Linked DNA regions of Mus musculus: region 2 is linked to region 1. Evidence: chromatin contacts called from public promoter capture Hi-C data. All regions are on one chromosome and are shown on one strand. The core of a region is the stretch at or near the end of the contact, and the rest is flanking DNA. Distances in the headings are between cores, read along the strand shown. Region 1 holds the start of Hadha (hydroxyacyl-CoA dehydrogenase trifunctional multienzyme complex subunit alpha). Region 2 holds the start of Rbm33 (RNA binding motif protein 33).

Region 1 (7,473 bases), core at 3,651-6,150:
AGTCTCTCAGATCACTACAAGGAACGCCAGCAGGCGAGCAGAGATGCCTGTCTGGATAGGTCTGTATACGGATGCTTCCTGCCAACAGCCATGTGACTGAGCTTGGAAGCTGATCCTCTGGTGTAGGAAACCCTTCAGATGACCACAGCCTGCCCGGCATGCTGATGACAAGCCCCTAAGGAACCCCAGTCAGAACAACCCAGAAAAGTAGCCCCAGATTCTTAACCCTCGGAAAGTGTATGACAGCTTACAAGCACATCTAAAGATATTACAATCTATAATATATGTAAGTACAGAATTTAAAGTAAATGAAGAAACGATGGCTTGACCAATAAATTTGCTGGGAAATTACTAACCACTTGGAAAAATAAGATTCATAGTTCATACTACAAGTTAAAAAATGCCATGTAAATAAAAATCTTAAAACATTAAAAAATATAAAAATACCAGAGTGGACCAAGATAGCACGTTCCTTTAATCCCAGTCCTGGGAGGCAGAGCCAGGCAGACCTCTATGATTTTGAGGTCAGCCTGATCTACACAGTAAGTTCTAACACAGCCAGAGCTACAGTGAGACTCTGTCTCAAAACAAACAAAAAATCAGAAACCATCTTTGTTTGTCTCTGTGTGTGTGCATATGTGTACAAGGAAGTAGAGGTTATAGGTCAATCACTTCTTCACCTTAGTTTTTGAGATAAGGTCTCTCATGAAACCTGGAATTTGTCAATAAATTGGCTAGTCTGGCTGAATAAAAATCCCTAGATCTCTTCTCTCTACTAGTGCTGGGATTACAATCCCAAAAAGCTACACACCAACTTTCTGTAAGACCCAGCTTCTGGGGACTCAGTTCTCATGCTTGCACAGCAAACACTTTACCTACCTAAGCTACCACCAACACCAGAGATTATCTCTTTATGAGCTTAGTTAGATGAGGAGGATCTAGAAGCCATAAACTAAGAGTTAACAGAACTGATTAATAAAACATTTTAAACATACACACAACAAAAAAATACTAAAATTGAGTTCAAAAGCAAAGAATTCATTTAGAGGTGCCTGGCAGTGGTGGCGCACACCAGCTCTCAGTAGACAGAGGCAGGTGGATCTCTATGAGTTCAAGGCCAGCCTAAGTCTACAGAGTAAATTCCAGGATAGCCAGGGGTACACAGAGAAACCCTGTCTTGAAAAACAAACAAAAATAAATTTAGAGAAAATTACCTGTAACATATAAAGCAAAAAGGAGTTAATATAATCCACAAAGAGCTTGTCTCAAGTTCAAAGGGGACAATCTGTGCCGGAATCTCTTATTTTGCTCTGGCACGCATTTCTCCACTATTAGTTGTCAGTGAGGGTTACACGGATGGAATCCAGGCCAACTCCAGCATTTAACCAATCAGAGTTCATTGCTGCAGAGATTAAAGGTTCACGTGACCAAGGCCTACAACCACCTTGGCTTGACCATGGGTACAGATGTAGGGATGATGCAGTCAAGTCCAGTATTCAAGGTTTAGAGTTCCACAGTTCTAAAACACGAATCTTTCCTTTCACAAACATTAACAATACTACCAAGAACAAAGCTGGCAGTAAAAGAAGACAGTACTAAAAGTTTTATGAAAAAATAAAATAAAAACAATAGCCCTGGTCAGATTCTATCTGAAACCCACCCCCATTGATGGTGCGGAAGTTAATAAATCCCTAATCTACTTGAATTTTCTATGATTTGCAACTAACAGGTTCCTGCCTGATATGCAGATCAGAAGCAAAAATGAGGAAATTAGTAGCTCTCATAAGCAATTAGATCCCCAGGGCTTAGAGTACAGCTCAGTGGCAGGGCATTTTTCCATCATGTACCCTGAGTTTGATCCCCAGAATCAATCAAACTAAAATATCCACACTAACAAAAAAATCTTTAAATACTTCTATTTACATGTTACTTGGAGGCAAGGTCTGGCTCTGAACCCTAGGCTGGCCTAAAACTCATCATCTTCCTGGGTTACTTAGTCCTCTAGGTGCCTGTGCTACCCATCAAACTACAAACAGTCGGGGTTTTCTTATTTTAGACAGGGCTTAAGTGTGGCAGCCTTGGTTAGGCTGGTACTTACTATTTAACCCAGGATGGCCTTGAACCTATGGCCTATCATTCTGCGTGCTAGGATTACAGACCTGGCTCCAGATTGTGAATTCTGAATCTTAAATTTCCTCTAATTGGTTTCTATAGGAATACTTGAAATGCTCATTATAGAACTATTTATAGTTGGGACTAACATAAATGCAGATCAGTAGAAATAGTTGATCTGTATCATAAATATATCTTGAATATTCAGGAGTTTGGGAGAAAATAAAACAAGATATGCATGTTTATACTGACATCCATAATGCATATTAAATAAAAATGCAAAAACTAAAGGCTTACTACAAGACTGTACACCAGGTGATACACACTAGGCAGCACATACCATAATGGTACACGCCTTTAATCTAAGCACTTAAGAGGCAGAGGCAGGCAGATCTCTATAAGTGTGGGACCAGCCTGAATTAGCCAGTTCTAGGACAGCCAGAGGGACATAATACAGAGACCCAGACTAAAAAAGCCGAAACAAAAACAAAACAAATAAAAAACTATACTACTGTATTGGAAGGCTGGCCTTTGTTGTCATTTACAAAGCTTCAGAAATACAGAAATTTTAACAGAAAAGTATTCAAAACATGTCAATACTTGGGTAGTTTAGGCTTAGGTAGCACAGAGGCACATGGGAAGACAAAAGAGAAAGAAGGGTAGGTGAAGAATATAAAAGCAAGATGGGGTGACTTGACAGTTACTACAACATCAAAGAACAGACTCCAAGTGCAAATCAGAGCCTCCCTCACTGCAGCTGTAGGACCCGAAGCAAGTTGCTTAACGTTTCTGTTTCTGGCCCTTTAGTAAAATGTACACAGTTTTAGAGTTGTTGAGATAATTAAATAGACACCTAAATACAGGTATGTTGCCTTTTATCTAGAAAGGTTTATTTATGTGTTTTCTATTATTAGTGGGTGAAGATATAAATATACTTAGTTCTCCTCTAAGCCTTTGCACTAACGTGCTAATTATCAAACAACAACAAAAAAACCTTTGTACTTGATAGATCTCATAATTTCACCGAGAATGCAGGAAACCAAAAAAAAAAAAAAAAAAAAAAAAGGCACTTTAAATCAAGCATTAGCAAAATATAACCCAAAACCCTCAATAAAAGTGTTTTTCTTTCACATGATTTCTTGTTTTTTGGGGTCGTTCCCCCTCCCTCCACCCCCCACCCCCCAATTTTGAAGGGCTAACTGTGAAGCCAGGGCCCATATGAACAAGATCTCTACCAGCTCTGGTTTTTACACCTTCAAAGAGTTGCAACGTGTATGTGTGTGAATGGTTCCGTTTTTGTCAGTTCCATCTCTAGTTTAGGAAAAATGATAAAAAGCTGCAGGCAACACAAAACAAGTATGTAACAGAGCACAGGGTGGGCTCACAAAACAAACTATTTTCTGTGTGGCTCTTTACAAAAAAAGGATATGAAATAGGTGTAGTGGAAGGCGTGGTATGGGAAAAGGGTTCCTTTTTTGCAATTTACTCCGAAGTGGTCATTTAGTACCAGCTTAAAGTGTTCTTGGTGGTGGAAGACTTAGTTTGACTAGAGCTTTAAAACAGGACGCTCCTTTCTTTCTAGAATCATTTTAGCCATTTCTTTCCTGTGTGGCAGAATAATCAATTAACTAGCAAGTGCCACTTCTGTTTGAATCCTGGCTTGCCACAGAGAAGGTATTATAATCTTTCTGAGCCTGTCAAGTCACCGAAAGTGCAAATGAAACGTGGGGTTTGTGCGTATTAAACAAAATGGTGCACACACCGGAAGCTGACTTTACTTTCTTTTGAAAACAATCAGTTTATTTCAGGGCTCATCTTTCCAGCACCAAAACAAACAACTCACACCCTGGCGCCCAGAAGAGCTGAACTCTCAATTAAAAGTAGACTTAGGTTCTAGACTAATTCTACCACCTGTGGCGCAGTCTCAGTCACTAGCTACGGCTACTTCACAGAAAAAAGAGTGAGGGGTGGCAGGTTTGCCCAGATGTTTGCTGGGTTAGAAAATGTCCGTGAACCCTGGATCACCAAGCAGACTGGAGGACTGTCTTGGCTGCTTTCACCCCCGAGACCCGCACTTAACGACGCGTTCTCAATCTCTACAGCCGCCAGACTGCCTAGACAGGTCAACAACAGGGGAAACGACACCGCTCTGACACAGCCCAGCGTTTCACACACACGCAATCCATTCGTAAACCTGAAGTGACAAATGCAGACAGAAGACACCGCTGCCGCGAGCTACGCGAGAACGCGACCACCGCCCGCCCTGAGGCGGTTCGCACTGGAGGCCTGGACCAGCCTGTCCCGCTCTTGGGACTTCGACCCTCACAGCAAAGGGAAGCGGCCGCGGGCATCGACGAGAAGAGTCGGGAGCAAAGTGGCACCTGCCTGTGGGGAAATCAGAAGAAAACCGAGAAGCGCGCTGCCGCACCTTAGAGTCCGCGAAAACTGCCGCTGCCAACAAGGTCAAGTCCAGACTGACAAACGTCCGCCCACGCCGAGGGGCGGCTCCCGCTCCGCAAGGACCCCCTCTCGCCCCGCCCGCCATCACCGCGGCATTTACGGGCTGCCCGCTGAACGCCTGAGCAGAAAGTCAGACACTCCGCCCTCTCCTCGGAGGTCCTTAGTCTCACCTTCAGAGAAATCATCCTTTCGGCTCGCTTAGTTGAGAGCAAGAGGTAGGGCGACAGGACGGGTGGCAACTCAGAGTCTGCGTTTTAGTAAGGCGGCACTTAGGACACCCTGCCGGACAGGCTCAGAAAAGAAAAGCCCTCGGCTCCATTGCCCCCCACTAGAAGAGCTTTCGTCCTCTTCTGCTCAAGATGGTGGCGTCCCGGGCGATTGGCAGTCTCAGTCGCTTCTCTGCCTTCAGGATCCTACGCTCCAGAGGTGAGCCTGGAGAGGGCTCGGGAGAGTCTCGGAGTGCCTTCAGGAACTGGGGCGGCGGGGAGCAGCGTTTGCCTCTCACTGTCTGCCTCCCACCCCTTTCCCGGGACCCGTGGAAATGGGGCTACTGTTCCGAGACCCTATTTCCTGTGTCCTTGTAAAGGAACTGTCACACCCTCTCTCGCCCTGCTCCGGCAGTGTCAGGCTCTCCCCTAACTTTCCTGAGTCTTTTCCACTTAGTCTGGCAGTTTGCGCAGGTCTCTGCTGTAGCCCTGAGCTCACGCCCCTCTTGTCTCCCTTAATGTTTGTCTTGGCCCTGACACCGCTAAGTTCGGAGGACTAAGTAAGACCTGTCACATTTTTGAGGCTCTACTACATGTTAGTCGCCATAAGAGATATCTATCAGCCTTCTCGGTGACATTGACTACTAGCCTTACAGATCAATGCCACTCCTTGATCTTTTCCGTCAAAACCATTTTTCCCCCCCAGAGAACTCAGCTCTCCCACTTCAGTAATCTTAGTTTGAATGTATAGAAGGTTGAAACTGGAGGTTCTCCGACTTAGGCAAAGAAATTTTGATGAGGAAAAAAATTTTTGATCACTTAGAAACTATTTCTAATCTCATTTCTGTCGATTCCCAGTCAGGCTCCAGGAACTGCATTCCTTTTCAAGCTGGCAGTGAAAGGGTTAAAGGGGTGTTGTTAGAAAACAGCCTTTTCCCAGACATCCCAAATCTGTAAGGGCAAATGTAACTTCATTGTGTATCATACTTGATACTAGTTACTTCCCAGACTTTAGTTTGTAACGTGAATTCACTTTAATTTTCCTCACAAAAAAAAAGGGATGCGTGTAGAATTTACTTCTCTTACCCTCCCCTGGCATTTAATTGATTGAATCTTTTTCTACTTTTTTAAAAACCTCCATAGATCGATTATGTGTAAATAGCCAAAATTGCTACCCACCAAAAAAAAAAAAAAAAAAAATTAAAAAAAAAAAAAAAGTGAAGTGGACTGGGTGCTAATTCACCTTTAATATTAGGTGGGTCTTTGTGTTCCTGTCTGGTCTACATAGTTCCAGGCCAGTCAGGGCTACACAGTGAGACCCTGTCTTTTAAAAAAAAGAAAAGAGCCGGGCATGGTGGCACACGCCTTTAATCCCAGCACTTGGGAGGCAGAGGCAGGTGGATTTCTAAGTTCAGGGCCAGCCTGGTCTACAGAGTGAGTTCCAGGACAGCCAGGGCTATACAGAGAAACCCTGTCTCGGAAAAACCAAAAAAGAAAGAAAGAAAGATCCATCGATCTCTATGTCTCCTGTTTGCACTTGGTTGTGTTTCCTTTTCCACATTTATAACAGTTTTAGGGGAAAAAAGGCACCTATGGTCCTGTATTTGATGTAAGGTACTTTCATGAATTGGCAGCCAGGTTAGCACTGGAGTGGTGATTGGGTCACATGTTCTCTTGTCACTAGCTAGCTGTTGACTTTGCCCTTTCATCTAAATGGGCTTTCTTTTCCCATCTGTGAAATGAATGAGAGTGATTTTTTTTCTTTGACAGGAGAAGTAGTATGATGGAGCAATTAAAAGCATTAAATACGGACTCTGTCATCTGGCTTGAATCTACAGTTTACCTTCTAGTGACCTTGGGAATTAATTTCAGTATCTTTATCATTGGTAAAATGGAGTCAATCATGTTAAATCTAAAGAAGTTATATTAGGTATAACACATAGGCATACATTCTCAATAAATGTTATTAGTTTTTTATCCCTTAGAAGCAATGACTATATATAGCTGAGAACTTGTAATCTATCCATTTTACATAGGTAATAAAAAGCTAACAGCTAAATTTTCCTATACTTCTACATAGAAACATATCTAAATATATAAGTTGTATTTTTTTTTTCATTAAGAAAATGTAGTCTAGAGCTGGAGAGAGGTTAAGAGCGCTGACTGCTCTTCCCAAGGTCCTGAGTTCAAATCCCAGCAACCACATGGTGGCTCACAACCACTCGTAATGAGATCTGATGCCCTCTTCTGGAGTGTCTGAAGACAGCTACAGTGTACTTACGTATAATAAATAAATCTTTAAAGAAAAAAAAAAAAAGAAAAGAAAATGTAGTCTATTATAGCTACAGATTATTTTAATACCAGCTTATGCACTTTGAAAAAATATGCAGGAAAGTCTATTTAAAATTAGCTGTACACCTGATTTACTATTTAGAGTCTAGACTCAGCAGGTCTGTCCTTGACCCTGAGAGTGTGTGGAGGCATTGCCAAATGCTTAATGAACTATGGCACTTACTGTGAAAGAGATCTTGTACAATACTGTTATTCTAACATGACTATCAAAAAAGTCATAAGTTGATCTTAATATCCATTTAATTCCTACTTTTCCTAATTCCTAAGTATGTAAGTGGTAAAACAATTTTACAAGAAGTGAACGGCAATTAGTAGTTATTTTTAAATCTGACTCTCACTTCTT
Region 2 (6,844 bases), core at 2,309-4,808, 1.8 Mb after region 1:
TACATTAGGTATGTCTAAAATTTCTTAATCTTTTTCTTCAGTAAGACTGACCCAAGAAACAAAATTTTACAAGTACATTCTAGTTTCCTCACCTATAAATCCATTGTATGTAAGGTCCAAGATTACTGTTAAATTGTGAGACAAGGCACACATCCCAGTTCATGAGCTACTTTATAAACTGTTAGGCCTTAACATACAGATCAGTTGCAAGGTTTTTTGCTAAAATTTATGTTCTAACTTTTCATTTTCTATTGCAAAGTAAGCACTAGCTCATGAAATTTATTATTTGCTCTATAATGTGTCCTTAAAGACCGATTTTTGCATTTATGTTGATCTCTATGTCCAATGTTACAGGTGCAATATTCTTTTTACCAGCAGCAAGCACCCCATGCTTCCCCCACCCTTACTTGGCAAGAGCTACTATCTAAAGTTACAGGCATACTTTATTCCTGTAAGACCTAAGTCTCACACCGACATAAATGTACCTCTGTGGTCATCTATTTTGGCCACCTAGAAATACCATTAGTTTCTGGTTACATTCTAGACATTGAAAATATTACTACTACCACCACCACCAACCCCTTACAATATTGAGATTAATTTTAAACTGACAATTCTGGGACATTTAATGGATTTAGTTTAACAATGCAGTTAGATTAGGCAATAACCAGGTTTTGTTGGGGAAGCAGGTAAAGACAGACTCTCACTATGCAGCCCAGGTGGCCTCAAACTCACAATCCTTCCACCACAATTTCCCAAGTGCTGGGATTATAAACCCATGCCAGGTACACAGCAGCCTTTCAGAGTATGGCACAGTACACACTAGAACTACCCATGAAGCTTGTGCAGTACTAAATCATAATGCCATAACTGTAAACTCGAAAGCCACTGTGCTAGGTGACATGCTAAACCGAGGTGTCAAGTAAGCAATCTACAGATATAAAGACGGTATTACCTACAATGTAAATATTTCCAGTGTAATGGTTTTGTTGGTTCTACAGCAAACATTGGAAATCTAATGGACAAGAGAAAGGGCATTGTTTTCTTTTAAATGAAATATTTCAATCTCTAACTCATCTATCAAGTATATGCTGAACACATGTACAAGGTCAGGAATTTGGGGTGCATGGCAAAGCAGGCAGATATGCTTGTCCTCATAGGTCTTAAAAAACAATTTACAGATTAAGGTAATTGTTCAAGAGAAAATAAGAGTGTTACTAGATGGAGAGGGAGGCACTGAGGTAGCAAACAGATAAATAGAAGCCAATGATTTCTCTAGTAAGGCCTCCTCCCTCAGGAGCCGGAGCATGCTGAATCAGGAGACAGTTACAGGATATTTGATCACACTGTGATCCCCCCAAGATTGTGTTACTTACTAAAAACAAAACAAAACAAAACAAAAACAAAAAAAATGTTTCTAGTTGTATCTCAGCCTTAGCACCTTTAATCCCTCCGCTGGAATACAGACATGCCCTTAGTACACACTTTTAATCCCAAACAAGGAAGGTAAAGTTAGTTTATAGAAGAAAGCACCAATGTTTGAAAGGGATGTCTAATTGAGTGGCAGACAATAAGTGAAAATAAGGAAGGGAGAGAGGGAGGAATGGAGGGATGGAGGGATGGAGGGAGGGAGGGAGGGAGGGAGGGAAAGGGAAAGAAGGAAAAAGAAAAGGAGGAAGGGGGCAGTTTTACTGGCGAGTTTTACAAAGACAGGTTGAAGGAGAGAACAAGCCAGAAAATGAGAAGAAGCCAGAAGATTAGAAAAGGTTGCTAGAGTTGGTGTGAGGCCAAACAGAGCAATCCAGGAGAAGCCATCCCAGAGAAGCCAGATCGATCAGCTTGAGAAGAGCTTGAGCCAAAACAGCTAAGTTGAACCAGCCAGGGTTCAGAAAGAACTAGAAAGGGTGAACTTACCCAACAGTAAGCCTCAGAGATGACCAACTACCAATAGGAGTGTAACCCCTTCAAGGCAGGAACAGTGTACTGCACATGGGCTGAAGAGGTCCAGCAGTTCCAGGACTGCAGAGCTGCTGAGCACCAAGGTGAATATTCAAAAGAACTTGCCTACTTTCCCAAGGAGTTTGGATTAAGTCTAAGCAATGGAAATGCTGACAAGATATTAAGATGGAAGAAAAATTCCAAACTTCCAAAAAGGCAATCTAGCCTTCTAAAATTACAACCCTCAAACTTTCTGGCTAAAAACTAATATACAGCCCTCAAGTTTTATTTGTGTGGATATTTATCAGTTTTTACTATTAAAGTTTTAAATGAGAAACTTAAAAGATCATAAAAGCGCATAGTCCCCAAGCCATCCATGTCAAGTCTTCACATGCCACACAGCCTCTGGAAAACCAAACCACACTAGTGAGAAAAAATGGAAAATGAAAATATCATCTTCATCTTTTAAAAACAGCTTTGACCCAAGGGCTCCCATAACACTGAGACTCACATATAAAACCTTAAGTTTTTACCTTCTCTAATCAGGTAGAGTAGACAAAATGTATTTTAAGCATTTAACTAGAAAGCCTCGAATCTGCATGTTAAAAAAAAAAAAATCATCTATGTAAGCTGGCAGTGACATATACCATACCACATCCTGCCAGAAATGGCATTCTGGATGTAGTCTCTGCCGTTTGGGTTTTTTGTTTTGAGGTCAGAACTCCTAAGCAGGGTTGTTTAACATGCCCACCCCAACCCCCAATCTGTAAGTAAGCATCACTAACACCTCTGGAATATGTAGAATAGTTCAAGTGTCTATAGCCAGAACTAGCTGGCAAATGCTTTTGTTGTCCACATTTTACCGTGAGGGTCTTTTATCCAAGTCCTGAAACGTCATTTTTTTTATTGTTCCACATCTTTAAAAAAAAAAAAAAAAAAAAAAACCCTCGTTCAACAAAACGTGGTTTTACTTATAACTGGCTAGTCTTTCCATATCGTTTACGATTGCGAAATGAAAATACTCAAACAACTGGTTCAGTAACCAACCCTTTGTACACGGTCTTCATCCCTTTCAAGCATACTGCCAAACACAAGTTTTCCTTAGATGATAATAGGTTTATTTAAAGCACCCTAATAAACCGCAAAATTCTTTTTACACTGAGTAGGCTGCTTGCCGCTGCCCAGGGCGCATCTTCCAAGAAGACTGGAAGTCGCCAGGGCCCCCCGACCCCGTCGCGGGGCCGCCGCCGACCTCGCGTCGCCGCCTCGGGCCTAACGCTCCGCGCTCCCGGCCTGAACGGCGGCGGCAAGCCCGGGGCGGCTCCGTCTGTGGCGGGGCAGCACGAAGGCCCTACATAAAGGGTGCCCGGTCTACGGCCCCCGCCGCGGCCCACGTACCTCCAGCGCCTGCTCCTCCGCCTGCGCCCAGGGCGGCCGCCATGGTGGTCCCCGGGCCCGGCCTTCAGCCGTCCCCCGAGCTCCTGGCAGGCCGACGGCTCTGGTGCGGGCCGGGGAGGCGGGGGAGCGGCGAGGGCCGGCGCCCGCGAGCGAGCAGAGGCGAGGCCCGCGCGTCGCGGTCCGCAGCGGACCCTCGCCTCCGCAGGAAGAAAACAACACTACGGCAACATGGCCGCGCCGCGGTGCACGCCGGGAGCAAGGCGGGCGGAAGAGCCAGGCGGCGGCGGGCGGACGCCTAAGGTCCCGGGTGCCTGAACGCCAGCGAGTGCCCGGCGGCGCGCGCTAGAAAGAGCAGCGCACAGACACAGTTTCGGCCGGGCTGGAAGGCCGAGGCTTCAGGCGGGAGGAGTGTGGACGGCCACACGCCGTAAAGTCGACATAAATCGCCTTGCAGCAGTAGGCGCGGCTGCGCTTTACGACGGCTGAGCCGCCGTGGCAAGTGGAGCCGAAGCGCGGCCGGAGACGCTAACGGCCGAGTCTGGCTACCGCGCCCCCAAGCTTGAGGCGCGCGAACGCTACATCGACGCACGCGCACTCGCGTTCGCGCGAGCTGGCGGAAAGCCTCGCGCGTAGGGTCTTAGGAAAGGAGAGGAGGTGTGTGGCGGTGGCACTAGGTACCACGACCTCAAAGACGGACTCCAGAGCATCCTAAAGCAAGTCCCCAAGCCTGCGGCTTTGAGGACGAGGTTTCGGGCAAAAGCGAGCTGGGAAGGCGGAGGAGCCCCGCAGGTGGGCCCTTGGAGAGGCCCGGCATGGAGGCTGGTCGCCGCTCAGTGAGAATTCCAGACGCGGGCATCCACATTCCCGGAAAGTCTTAGGGAGCTAAAAGAATGTCTGCTGTGAAATTCAACTTTTAGGTGATTGAAATTTTTCCTCATAAAAAAAAAAAAAAATCCCTAAAATCCCTGCTTTATAATGTTCATTTAAGAAACAGAAGGAAAAAAAATTCCTTTTTTAAAAAATCGTCATGAAGTCATTGCCCAATAAAAGTAAGCCTGGCATGGAGCCTCACTGACTAACTAGATTTCTGTCAGAAAGCACATTAATTCATATCTAAACTGCTTGAACCCCTTGTCACCTTTTCCTAATTTTTACACTGTTCAGGATGGACTACCCAACTGAGAATATTTTCAAGATAATATCAGTGCTGGTCTTGAGAAAGACCTCTCAAAAATAGGTACAATGATAAAATTACTTCATAATACTTTATAACGTATTACACATGAAAAAAGACGTGCATCTCAATTATAGCAAATGAAGATTAAATTGCTCAAAGGCCACTGAATATCCACTTCGAATGAGTCAGGATTTCAACTCTATGTCTGCCTTGACTCAAATCTCATGTTCTAACATAGCTATGACCTTAAGAAAGTAGTTTTCTTAATTTCACCTAAAACTGAAATTCTCCAGGACAGGAAACTCTAAACATTCTGTACTGAAACATTCACTAGAAAAACATTTAACCTGTATGTAGGAACACCTAGTATTTAGAGATGTGATCACTTGCTGTGAGTACAGATTTAATCACCCCCTTTTCCTTATCACTACATACCACTTCAGTCAGCTCTCTAACTTCCTCTAGAAACCTGTTAAAGGCTCAGTGTCAACCAGGAAACCAAACTGCAACGCTTGTGGTGAAAATGGTTTCAGAGCACGGCTCAGCCCTTAAATACCTCACAGGAACCTCGCCCTCTGTGCTTTCCTAATTGAGGTTACTATCTAAACGTGAGGGTTTAAGAATGAACTCTCAGCCCGGCGTGGTGGCACACGCCTTTAATCCCAGCACTCGGGAGGCAGAGGCAGGCAGATTTCTGAGTTCAAGGCCAGCCTGGTCTACAAAGTGATTTCCAGGACAGCCAGGGCTATACAGAGAAACCCTGTCTCGAAAAAAAAGGAACTCTCAGAGCTATTAGATACACTGGCTTCTATAGGTCAGTAGCTTTTAAGCCAAGGAGGCACCTTCCCCTCAGTGAGTACCTAGGTGGCCTTGGAGACACACTGTGCCTTCATTGACACCTAACACCCAAATCTTGGCTTTTGAATCCTATATTCCAAAAGAATAGTTTCTATTTGAAACACTTCACCTGAGTTAACTAACACTTCAATTATGAGTGAATAAAAATCTTGTGTACCTACAGAATGAAGTAGGAGAACAATGTCTTTTGTGGAGATCAAAGACGTCTACCTAACACCCAGTGTAGTCACTGACCAGCTATAATAAAGACTTTCTATTGGCTTAAATAAATAAACAAACAAATAAATAAAATGGAATAGTGACTGAAAGCACAAAAAGTAAAGCAAGTTAGAAGCACAGGCAGTCTATAAGTCATGGAATGATCATTTGCTCCACACTCTATGCCTCCATAAGGGCCGTACATTTTACTAATTAAAAAGTGGGGCAAGTGAAGATTAAATTAATCAAAAGTCTCTGGATCTGCACTTTCAACAAATGAATCACGATTTCAACTCTGTATCCATCTTGACTCAAATCTCATGCTCTAACATAGCTATGGCATTGAGAAAGTAAAATCTTCTAACAAGAAAGAAATGGAATTCAGTGATCAATAGTTCTCCAGGGAGAGACGCTTTCTACATTCACATTTTCTTGTTGAAGAGACAGTATCTCCACTGCCTGCCCCGGGTGCATGCTGTCATGTCGTTCCTTCCATTATGAACTCTCCTTCTGGAATCATAGACCCAAATATAGACTTTCATATGTTTTTTGTTTTTTTTTTTTAAAAAGGCTATCTGAGTTAATTGTTGAGAAACTTCTACTGAAGAATGCTCTATGCGGGTTTGTAATCTTCAAAAGCATCACATTTATGAACGTCTGGGAAAAACAGGTAGGTGGAGTTCCTGGCTAAAGAAGAGTCATGGCCACCAAGTACAGCCCATGACTGAAATGGCTCTCCCAGGGAGATGTATCAGTGGGCCAATTGTGAAAATAGGAAGGCCACAGGATCAGAGAGGTGGAATATGACAGTTAACTGCTTGATTTTGATTGTTGTGGTTGGTAAGTAAGAATGCTTTGGCATACTAAACATAAAGGTGGAGGGTGGATACCTACTCAGAATTCACATAGTAATGCATTCAACCAAAACATGGAGTTAGATGGATGGTTCAGTGGTTAAAAGCATATACTGAGGGGCTGGAGGGATGGCTCATCCATTAAGAGCACTGACTGCTCTTCCAGAGGTCATGAGTTCAATTCCCAGCAACCACATGGTGGCTCACAACCATCTGTAATGGAATCCAATGTCCTCTTCAGGTGTGTCTGAAGGCAGCGACAGTGTACTCCTATACATAAATAAATAAAACTTTAAAAAAAAAAAAGCATATACTGCATTCACAGAGGAGCAGTGTTTGGGTCCTAGTCCCATGTCAGGCAGCTCACAAACACCTATAACTCCAGCTCCATGGGATCTGATGCCCTTTTCTGGAGTGCACC

The links. Capture Hi-C pulls out chosen DNA fragments and counts their contacts.
Region 2: a contact with region 1 is called in a promoter capture Hi-C map of adipose tissue, with 2.4 times the contacts expected there. The contact joins the promoter of Rbm33 here to the promoter of Hadha in region 1. A contact is called at or near these places in 6 of 39 promoter capture datasets (cranial neural crest, erythroid cells, hippocampal neurons and 3 more) and 2 of 9 other capture datasets (adipose tissue and liver).

The regions. Positions count from the first base shown.
Region 1 is chr5:30,152,407-30,159,879 of GRCm38.p6, reverse strand. Hadha (hydroxyacyl-CoA dehydrogenase trifunctional multienzyme complex subunit alpha) reads left to right here and starts at 4,900. Exons shown (of 20, transcript NM_178878.3): 1 at 4,900-4,998. The coding sequence starts at 4,932. It overlaps Hadhb (hydroxyacyl-CoA dehydrogenase trifunctional multienzyme complex subunit beta), which reads right to left and starts at 4,627. Exons shown (of 16, transcript NM_145558.2): 1 at 4,541-4,627.
Region 2 is chr5:28,313,903-28,320,746 of GRCm38.p6, reverse strand. Rbm33 (RNA binding motif protein 33) reads right to left here and starts at 3,558. Exons shown (of 19, transcript NM_028234.1): 1 at 3,337-3,558. The coding sequence starts at 3,379. Gm35602 (a long non-coding RNA gene) reads left to right here and starts at 3,660. Exons shown (of 5, transcript XR_003955879.1): 1 at 3,660-4,253; 2 at 6,140-6,239.